2 separate regions of the Mus musculus genome follow, and region 1 is linked to region 2. A link is a contact called in public Hi-C data. All regions are on one chromosome and are shown on one strand. Each heading gives the region's core, a stretch centred on a gene start, on an enhancer-like site or on the middle of the called end of the contact. The rest is flanking DNA. Distances are from core to core; before and after follow the strand shown.

What was found. A called contact is a pair of places that touch in the nucleus more often than the background predicts.
Region 1: a contact with region 2 is called in a Hi-C map of peritoneal macrophages, with 1.7 times the contacts expected there. The contact joins the promoter of Oscp1 here to the promoter of Csf3r in region 2. A contact is called at or near these places in 2 of 39 promoter capture datasets (the C10 cell line and neutrophils), 3 of 484 Hi-C or Micro-C datasets (ECoMG-derived neutrophils, granulocytes and peritoneal macrophages), 4 of 115 datasets of contacts at active chromatin or transcription factors (the HPC-7 cell line, bone marrow-derived dendritic cells and embryonic stem cells) and 3 of 9 other capture datasets (adipose tissue, liver and pancreatic islet).

Annotation. Positions count from the first base shown.
Region 1 is chr4:126,055,450-126,060,852 of GRCm38.p6, forward strand. Oscp1 (organic solute carrier partner 1) reads left to right here and starts at 3,116. Exons shown (of 10, transcript NM_172701.3): 1 at 3,116-3,343. The coding sequence starts at 3,232. It overlaps Mrps15 (mitochondrial ribosomal protein S15), which reads left to right. Exons shown (of 8, transcript NM_025544.2): 8 at 1-87. The coding sequence ends at 68.
Region 2 is chr4:126,020,623-126,026,225 of GRCm38.p6, forward strand. It overlaps Csf3r (colony stimulating factor 3 receptor (granulocyte)), which reads left to right and starts at 4,037. Exons shown (of 17, transcript NM_007782.3): 1 at 4,037-4,173; 2 at 5,459-5,557. It overlaps Gm32908 (a long non-coding RNA gene), which reads right to left and starts at 4,032. Exons shown (of 4, transcript XR_003955278.1): 1 at 3,633-4,032.

The DNA.
Region 1 (5,403 bases), core at 1,866-4,365, 34 kb after region 2:
AAGAAAAAAATGAGGGGGTGCCAGAGAACCCTTCAAATGCCGTACCAGAGAAGACCCAAGTGAACTAATAAAGTCTGTTCCCGTGAAGAATGATGGAAGATGGCCTTCTTTTTAACCTGAGCAAGAGGAGTTTATTTTTAATTTTGCTCTGGGATCTTGGAGGCAGAGTCCCTGCCATCACCCCAGAGGACGCAGTCATAGAAACAAATACATGGTGTTTCAGAGTGGTAATGCCGGTGGCCGTAGCTGTCTACTGGACGGTCCTAAAGGATGAGGAGTTCACTGGCCAAGAGAAACGGCATTTAGGCAGAAGAACTGCAAGTTAAAAGGGAAAGAAATCTAAAGGCTGACAGGAACAGTGAGACTCAAACACTGTAACTTTGGAGTTAGGGCTTCAGTCTGTGAATGGGACTCAGGTATAAAAACATTCAGTTTGCCGGGCAGTGGTGGCGCACGCCTTTAATCCCAACACTTGGGAAGCAGAGGCAGGCGAATTTCTGAGTTCAAGGCCAGCCTGGTCTACAAAGTGAGTTCCAGGACAGCCAGGACTATACAGAGAAACCCTGTCTGGAAAAACAAAACAAAACAAAAAAACATTCAGCTTGCCAGCCAGTGGTGATGCACGCCTTTAAACCCAGCACTCAGGAAGCAGAGGCAGGCAGATCTCTTGAGTTTGAACCCAGCCTAGTATACAGAGTGAATTCCAGGACAACCAAGGTTACACAGAGAAACCCTGTCTTGAAAAACCAAAAAAAGAAAAAAAGAAGGGAATGCCACCAAGAGAAAGATGTGTTAATGTGCTACCTAAGAGCAGTTGAGAGATGAGGGATGAGGGCTGAACCAGCGCAGTTTGGGAGCTGTTGAGGTACCTGAGGCCCTGGGTGTGTGGTTGCCTATGGATACTGAGCCCTGGTGTTTGAATGACTAGTTCCAGTACTTGGGAGAGACATTATCATTTCAAGGCTATCTTGAGTTGCATGGCTACTTTGAGGCCAGTCTAGACTACATGAAACCCTTTCTCCAAAAGTTTAATCGCCAAGAGAAGATATGTAATAAAAAAAAAAAAAAAAAATGGGCCATGTGAGGATGGGAAAATTGAGATCATCTCTGAGATGGAGGAGGAGGTGAGTGGATAGAATCAGAAGTGAAGCTGGACTGTTTGGTTATCACCTCCAGGAACACTGAGGGAGGCCTTAATGAGATGGAGACCTGTGTAGAGGTCCTGTGCTACAGGACCAGGCACCAGCCTTGGGAGAGAACGCCACAGCAGTGGATCAGGCCTGCAGGGAAGGCACTCTTAAATGCAGCCATGGGCACTTCAATATTGCCTGATACTTAAATCCTTTATTCCTCAAGCCGGCTGCCTTTCTATTTTTTTGTAGGGGAGGAGGGGAAGGTAAGGGGGTTCCAGACTGTCCTGGAACTCTGTAGACCAGACTGGCCTTGAGTTTAAAAATCCACCTGCCTCTGCCTTCCAAGTGCTGAGATTAAAGGTTTTTGCGGCCACTGTCCTATTTTCTATTGAAAACAGGCTTACGAAACATAGACAACTTGTCCAATTTTGAAAGCTGACTAGTGTTCAAACCTAGCTCTCTCTGGTTTTGGATTTTTGTTTTTAAAGATTTATTCATTTATTATATGTAAGTACACTGTAGCTGTCTTCAGACACTCCAGAAGAGGGCGCCAGATCTCGTTACGGATGGGTGTGAGCTACCATGTGGTTGCTGGGAATTGAACTCAGGACCTTCGGAAGAGCAGTCAGTGATCTTAACCGCTGAGCCATCTCTCCAGCCTGATTTTTGTTGGTTTTAAAGACAGGGACCCAGTCCTGACTGTCCTAGAACTTGCTATGTAGACCAGGCTGGACTCTGCTTACAAAGTGCTGGGATCAAAGGCAAGTGCAGCCACACCTTGCTGCTCTGTCTTGACCCTATCCAGTCTGACAGTACACAGAGGCAAACTCTGAAAGGGACCGTGTTCTGCCAAAACTTGAGATAGTGTTGGAAGCTGGGCAGATAACAAAATGCATAAGGCCCACCAGAAGATAAAGATGTTTATTACAGGTGGGGCTGAGGTGTTAAGCTCATGTGCCGGGTCACAGCACTCCCAGAGCCTGAAGCAGGTGGATCTCCGAGTTTGAAGCCAGCCTGGTCTACAGAGCAAGTTCCAGGACAGCCAGGACAACACAGAGAAACCCTGTTTCAAAACAAAACAAAAAGGTTCAAGTTGTACTAGACAATTTTAAAAAGTTTGGCTCTTGGGAGGAAAGAAAAACGACTAGAAGGTGTGACGTGGAGGATGCCACAAGCAGGAAGGAAGACATTGAAGGAATGAGCTGTGTTTTGTAAGCGGCGCCTTTTGAAATTTAGTCCAACAGCATCAGAGCAGTGACACAGAGGAACGTAGGAATGCAGAAAGGGGAATTAAGGAATGCGAGGATTCTACAAGGAAAAGGAGGAAGTGGCTGATTATTAAAGGAGGTGGATGTAGGTTCCAAAGCTCAAGTCTCAAGATTGCTGTGGCTGGAGAGAGAAGTGCTTAGCAGAAACACTGATGACGAATCGTCTGAAAAGGTCCAGCCGTAGGTGAAGAAACGCGAGGGTGCTACTTAAGTTGCTAGGAGGGCCGGGCTGGGTTGCCTCACTGAGTAGTAAATCCGGCGTAACATCGCTTCCAGGAGGGGTTAGAAAGGAGACAAATGATATAACTAATCGAGATGAGGGATTATAATAACTCAGAATGCCTTCGTGGCGCTTGCCATGACCTCACTGGTTCCTCTGCACGTCCCTGGGAGATAGTTCACAAATCTGCCCGCAGCACAGCAGGCCATGGCGGACCGGGACGCTAGACGACTCTAGGCGAACGACTCCGAAGACGCTGGGGTTGATTTTCCTAGTTTCCGGTGCGATGGCTGGGCCACGGCAGATACGCGCGGCTGGCTGGAACGCTCCCGGCGACACCAAAGCTAAACTGGAAAACTCAAAACCAGCGCTCCCGGGAGGCCAAAGGTGCGCGCCTCCGTTTGAACCAATCCCCTGAAGCGATCTTTGTCACTTAACCCAATAAGCGCCGGTCTTCGGCCACCTCCTATCAATCCACCATGTGATTGGTTCGCCTTTCTGTTCCCGGCGTTGCCCCAGCAACCGGGCTATGGACGCGTAGGGGCCTCCAGGCTGCTAAATCACAAACCCTGGGGTTCTTCCTTCATCTACCCTGCGGGTTTCCGGCACTATGTCGGTTCGGACTCTGCCGCTGCTCTTTTTGAACTTGGGCGGGGAGATGCTTTACGTCCTAGACCAGCGACTGAGGGCCCAGAACATCCCCGGAGACAAGGCCCGCAAAGGTAAGTAACGCCCCCGCAGCCTTGATCTGTTCCCTTCCTCACCGCACTAAATGTCCCTATACAGAACCGCAGCCTAGCACCAGCCCCCCTCCAACCTCCGTCCTGATACCCAGGCCGACCGGCACCTGACCCCCTTCCCCTCATCCCAATAGCCAAACCGATGCCTCTGCGCACTTCTCTTTGACAGCCGGGTATCTTTCTCAAAAGACGCAGAGCCCATGCAGTTGGAAGCCCTCCGGAGTCAAATTAATTCTCCAAAAGAGCATTTCCCCACAGAGAAGCCTAATACATTGGACATACTTACAGTGCCTGAGCCCTCGATTTCCCAGTCTCTGGAAATCTGTCTATTTCCAAAAGTAGTTACAGTTGACAAGATACTTTTGGCAGGTATAACCATCCGTTAACCCCCACAAAACAGATGGGGACGCCCGCGTCTCTGTCCTCCTACGTAAGCAGAAGCCTGGTCATGCTCATTTCAGAAGCCATTTCTAGAAATGTAGGGCCCCAAAATAATATAGATAAGAACGAAAACATGCTTCTTGATTTTGCAAGTGTTGGAAGGGGTTGCAATTGTGAAAATACTTTTGGAAGGCTTATAAAATGCAAAATTATGCCATGTGTAGTGCAGAGAGAAACGACCACCCAAAACACGCTGCCAGTCTATCTTACTTCTCAGCAAACAACTTTGTTCACCAAATTTGCTGGGCTATTGTATTTGTAGGCAGAGGAGTAAACATTTATCTAAAGGACAACTGAACACTAATGAAAGCTCGATTTCCTCCCAACAGCTTATGTCCCCTCCATTGATGTTAAACAGGCACATTCAGATGGTGTGTCTGATTTTGTGTAAGTGCATACGTAAACAGACAAGAGAACCCTCTGGACCACTCCCTTCCATTCATTCCCAGCCTTGCTACCAGGGGCTTTACAAAATGCAAATATGTCTAGTGGGGCTTTATAAAATGCAAATATGTCTAGTATGTCTCTCCTCAAAATTGCCGACAACCTTCCACTCCTGTCTAAATGGAGACCAAGTCCTAGGCAGAACACGTTGGGGCCCTCCGATTAGGACACTGTCTTAGTCAGGGTTTCTATTCCTGCACAAACATCATGACCAAGAAGCAAGTTGGGGAGGAAAGGGTTTATTCGGCTTACACTTCCATGCTGCTGTTCATCACCAAAGGAAGTCAGGACTGGAACTCAAGCAGGTCAGGAAGCAGGAGCTGATGCAGAGGTCATGGAGGGATGTTCTTTACTGGCTTGCCTTCCCTGGCTTGCTCAGCCTGCTCTCTTATAGAACTCAAGACTACCAGCCCAGAGATGGTCCCACCCACAAGGGGCCTTTCCCCTTGATCACTAATTGAGAAAATGCCTTAGAGTTGGATCTCATGGAGGCATTTCCTCAACTGAAGCTCCTTTCTCTGTGATAACTCCAGCTGTGTCAAGTTGACACAAAACTAGCCAGTACAGACACTTTGAGTCCCAATCACACCAAAGTGTGTGTAGATCTTTAACCTGTGTCCTTCATGACTCCGTCCTTTCCCCGACCTCCTGAAGAGTCTCGTCCCTCAGGAGCCTCCCTCCTTCCTCAGAAGGACCTGCTTCTGTTCTCACTGTGTCCTCCCGTGCTTCTCTTACCTTACCACATGGCTGGCAGATCGATGCTCAACTGTTTGCCTGTGTCTCCCCACTTGTTTGTCTTACACATGTTTGTACTTCAGCATCTAGCACTCGACTCGCAGATGAGAATAAATCAGTGCTCACTACAGGGTTGAGGAGCAACCTGCCGGTGTTGTTATACGCCATTGTGTTCCTTCCTCGGGAGGCTTGTTTCTTGCTGCCTGTGTGATGCGATTTCACTCAGGCTAATAGCCCTAGTGGAGGGGCAGGCTCGATTTCTCTAGATAGTCCGCATCTTGGAGGACAGTGTAAATTAGCAATTTACATTATTAACGTGGCCTTTGAAGGCATACAAGTCTAGATCCCACATGTAGCTAGCTGCGGGATCTTCAAGTGTGATGACCTCTGTAAGCTTGTTTCTCTATAAAATGATGATAATA
Region 2 (5,603 bases), core at 2,787-5,286:
GTAGCCATGCCTTAAGCTTTATTGGTGCACACAAGATAGAGATAGATATGACCTGGAAACTTTTTCCAAATTGTGCTGCCCTTAAAGATGCCTAAAATAATTTTAAACTCTTGAAGTTTGAACATACACCAGCTACTGGCTCTCAGTAATGTTGAGCCCGACTTCATTCTTGCCTCTTATGGAGAATCAACGCTATGCTGGTTGTGGTGTTTTGCAGAGACCCCACCTGGAGTGGGAGGGAATTGTGATCAAATTCCAAGACAAGCCTATGGGAATTGGGACAGTTTTGACAAGAGAGCCTGCCTTCATTCAGTCTTTCAAGAACTCAGTAAGCATGGGCTGTAGACTCACACCTGCAAGTGGCAGACACTGGGACTACAGTGGTGTGCTGACTTGGTTTTGGTTTGATTTGTATGTTTTTCTTTATGGTCTTTTAAGAATCATTTCTCTTATGAGTATATTTCACCTGCATGTATGTATACATACCACACACACGCTTGGTGCCCAAGGAGGCCAGAAAAGGACATCAGATCCCCTGGAACTGGAGTTACAGACAGTTGTGAGTTGCTATATGGGAAGTGTACCTGGGTTCTCTGAAAGAGTACTGAGTGCTCTTACCGGAGTCATCTCTGGAGCCCTGTGTATTTGTTTTAAGACATGGTCTCCATCTGTAACCCTGACGGAACTAGAACTCACTATGAATGAAACTCAGACTGGCCCCAGTCTCCTGGTTATTGTCCTGTTTCAGCCAGTGCTAGGATTACAGGGAGGGGCCACCACAATCTTCTGCTACCTTGAACAGAAGAGGCAAATGTTTTCCCCTGTAGAGGTTCAATTCCAGCAGAGGCAGGGAAAATAAACATTGGAGCGAGGAAGTGGATAGAAGAGACAAAATAGGGAGTGAAGGATAAGGTCTGGTACTCAGAAGATTTCAGTAAGAGGGTGATATCTGAGCAAAGACCTGCAAAGGGGAGGGAGTGACCCCACATTTCTCCCTCTTTTGCGGGGAGAGTCCAGGCCAAAGAAGCAGCAAGCACAAAGGCCCTGGGGTGGTAAAGAGTCTGGCCAACTCATCAAACAAGGAGAACAGAGAAGCTAGAAAAAAACAGTACAAGGCAGTAAGGGTGGCAGAAGAGGATCTCAGAAGGCCAAGGAAGGCAGCCAGATGATCAGCCTTTCACTTAGGCTCCAAGTGAGATGGGAGCCATCAGGGAGTATGGGGCAGAAGGCACCAGGACATTGATCATTCCAACATGTGATCGCAACAATACTCAGACAAGGAGGAGCCATGCTGAATTTTCCTGTGAACATCCATGTGCCCAGGATGCTGAGTATATTGTGAAGGAAGAGTCATGGGCTTAACATGGTGCAGGTATCCGTGTGCTGGTACCTAACCTTTATCAGGTGGTGAACTGTATATAACTGTGAGTAGTTGAATCCTCAGAAAAGTATCTGTAGGTAATTGCAAGAGAATCGTGGGCATGAACAATAAAAAAACCCTCCAACTGTAGAGAACATTCCATGTCTCTGAACCATTGTAATCCCTACTGTCTCAAAACACAAAGTAGAGGGGCCCAAGCATGGTAGCACCAGTCTTTAAACCTAGCACTTGGGAGGCAGAGGCAGGTAGACTTCCTATTACTTTGAGGCCAACCCGGTCTACATACATCGTGAGTTCCATAGAGAGACCCTGTCTAAAACACACACACACACTCAGACTCCCTGATACACACACAAGAAAGATATTTAGGGAAAGAAATGAGACACACCTTAGAGAATGGGTAGGAGTAGCAGCTCACTTAGCTGTCTCTAGCTGTACTACTTAGTGTCTACTTAACACAACCTACAGTAAAGCGAGGAAACCTCAATTAATGAATTACCCAAATCAGATCGTCTTGATTGATGTAGAAGTTTCCAGCAAAATGTAGACAGTTCAATCCTTGGGCAGGAGGTACCGTATTATATAAGAAAGCTAACTGAGCACGAGCCAGTGCGCAACCCAGTAAGCATTCCCCCATGGTTCCTGCCTCTGCTCCTACTTTGAGTTCCTGCCCTAACTTCTCTCAAAGCTGAACCGTGACCTGGAAGTGTGAGCTGAAAACCCTTTCCCCTCTCAAAAGGCTTTTGGTCATATCTTTTACTACAGCAACAGAAAGCTATCTAGAACAGATAATTATGTACTCGGTGCCATAATATGTTAAAAGTATTCATTTGCCTTTGATATTCATAGAAGTTTACAGTTAAGAGATTTGAGGTAGGGGAGCAGGGCGGGGGAGGGAGGGTATAGGGGACTTTTAGGATAACATTTGAAATGTAAATGAAGAAAATATCTAATAAAAACAAAGAGATTTGAGGTTGTTGTTGTTGTTTTGAGACAGGGTTTCTCTATATAGCCCTGGAACCTACTTTGTAGACCAGGCTGGCCTTGAACTCTTGAGATCCACCTGCCTCTGCCTCCCAAGGGCTGGGACTAAAGGCGTGTACCACCACACCTGGCTGACTTGTGAGCCTTTCAAAGGGTTAAAATTTTTTAAGCATTCAAGGACTTTTAAAAGCAGACCCAGTACACTGGGATATAACCGTGAGATTTGGGGCAAAGGGGTGGAAGGCTATATGGTCTTTAAAGTGACCTGTTTGTGTACCATTGACAAAGGATTGATCCTGGTGCTTGATTTTAAATGTCAACTTGCCACGATTTAGAATCGCCCAAGCAGCAATTCTCAGTTGAGGAATTATCTTGACTCCCTTAATGGATGTGGGAAGACCCACCCCAGAGATGGGCGGCGCCTTCTGGTGGCAGCCCAGATCAAAAGCAGGACATGGAAGAAGGAAGCCTTTTTCCCTGACCTTCCCCTCTGCTGCTAGTAGTCTACCCTGCTGCTGCCACCCCACTTGATTCCTTTGCTCAAGTCAAAATCAGCTTTCGACATGGACTGAGGACCAGATACCCTCCAGGTCTTCAGTACCACCTTGGGAGTGCCAAGGCACCAAAGGATTTCCCAGGTGGGTTCTCAGTGCTCCTACTTCCTCTGTATTGCATAAGCTAATTTGATAAATTCATGTGTGTGCGTATATGTGTTCGTATATATGTGTGTGTGTGCGCGCGCGCGCGCACGCGCGTGCGTGTGCACGCGTATACACTCATTAAGTGGACTCTGTTCCTCTAGAGCAGAGGTTCTCAACAGGGGTCACCTAAGATCATTAGAAAACACAGATATATATTATGATTCATACCAGGAAAAAATTACAGTTATGAATTAGCAAGGAAAATAATTTTACAGTTGGGGGGTCACCACAACATGAGGAATTGCATTACAGGGTCATAGCACTAGGAAGGTTGAGAACCGCTGCTCTAGAGAACCCTGACTAATATACCAATATATACTATTTTGATGATTTTCAAACTTAGAACAATTTTTCCCCTCTCTTTTGTGATAGATGAACTTACAGGGTGGGCCTTTTGAAAGGGGTTACAACCTGAGAAGATAAAACCAGGAACCCCTAGGATTGTACAAAGCGGTGAGGGCAGGGACCATGGACTAGGGAGGCCAGGGGTGGGAGGGTCTATTGAGAGTCCTGGAAAATGGCAGGTTTTCAGCTAACAAGGGAAGAAAACCTGAAGTAAACGTTACCTGTCCTGGAATCTTGATTCTTCCCGGGCAGAGGCTTCAGCCAGACTCAGTGAGAAGAGAGTCTCCTCCACCCCAGCCCTCATTAATTTTCCACGCTATTTTGTCCTGCTTCGTTTTGAAATAAACACTTGAAGACCCCAGCCCTCCCTTGGCCCTGTCTTGTCTCGGGTGCTCTGCTGAGCCTCAAAGCGAGGAGCTCAGGAAATCCGGAGAGAAGGGAGGGTGGCCACGGGCCAGGTTGCTACAATGCCCAGCCCTCTAAGACCCCTGAGGCAGGAAGGTCCCTAGCTCACCAGTTTCCCTCAACCTCCTTCCTGAGAGGAAGGGGCTGTCTATGTCCCCCACCCCAAGGGTGAAGGCTCAGCCAAACGCAGCAGGGAAGCCAGGAAGGTGTCGCAATTCTGGGTCCCCCCCACCCCCCGCCTGTCATTAACGACGGGGCTAGAAAGAGAAGTTTCGGGAACTTGCCCCAAGAGGAGAGGAGACGAGAGAGAAGAGAGAGCACAAGCGTGGGGGCTGGGCACAGCGCCCTAGCCCCAGTGTAAGTAGGGGGAGGGCGGGGAGCCCTGGAGACCTCAGACCATTCCCCAACCCTGCTAGGGCCACATCAGGGGGCCCAAGACAGGATCCTTGGGGAAATGGGAGTCTCTCTGTGTGTATAGCATCAGGGAGGTCAGACAGCTGGATCTCTGGGAACAGGAGCTGAGCTCAGGTATGAAGAATCCCACCCAGAGTCCCTATCCTTCAGACAGGCTTACTCCCTGCTTTCAGCCATTTGGCCTGCTTCTTCTCAGCAAGAACAGCTGTCTCAGAGTCTCTGGGCCTCTGTTTCCTCTCCCGGTTCCCTTAGCCTCTTAACTTTAAACAGTTGATGCAAGACTTGCCTGAGATAGCTTTCTCTGTCGGCCTCTCCACTTCTCTCTGCATCGCTCCAGCCTGCTCATCGTTGTTGTTGATGATGATGTTGTATGCAGCTCTCATGCAGACAAGGTTTATCATCTTGTCGGCAGATAAGAACCTTGAACTTCTTCTGATCCTCCTGTATCACAAATGCTGGTCTGTAGGCCTCCACCACCATGCCTGATACTTAATGTGGTACTGGGGATCAAGCCTTGGTCTTTGTGCCTGCTAGACAAGTGTTCAACCAACTAAGCTCTATCCCCAGCCCTGGTTGCTTTATATTTTTGAGATAGGTTTCGCTAAGTTGCCAAAATGAGATTTGAATGTCTTCTATAGCACAGGCTGGCCTTGATCTTGTAACACACTTGCCCCCACTTCCAGAATAACTGGTCTCAACCCCCTGCCACTGGGCTAGGCTCTACCTCTGTCTATTCTCTATGTATCTCTTTTCCCCAGCTTGTCTATTCACCCATCTATGATGCATTGATCCTTTATCTCTGCCACACCTGGGGATCTCGCTCCCATAGTTTATTCTCAACATCCTCTTCGTCCCCGTCTTCCCACAGACAGAATTTCAAAAGAATAGGACAGGAGAAGGGAGCCCAGAGGGAAGGTTGGCAACAATGAGCAAAAGGAAAAGGTAGAGAGGATGCTGTAGCAGCCTGACTTACGGCATCAGCTGTGTCCGTGGGCACAGTGGACACAGCGAGCAGCTGCAGAGCCCAGCACATGGCCAGAGTGGTGGGAAGAGCCTGAGAGGCTTGGAGCTAGAAGTAGACCTGGTGGCTATGCCAGGAGGCTATTGGTTCCTTTGGCTGATTTCCTGCTTTTAGGGCTCATACAGATAGCCCACTGCTTCTGAGAGCTTGTTCCTTGGGCACTGTGCCAAGAGCTTTCATCTTAACTGTCTCGCTTCATCGTTATAGCATTGCTGAGACATGAGTGGTATTGTTAAGCCCCTTTTTCCTAAATGGAGAAACTGAGACTCAGAATGGTGAAGTAACTCATCCAAGTTCACCAGGCAGGTGAGTGTTGGAACCAGAGTCAGAACTGGGCTCCCAGCCTCTTTGT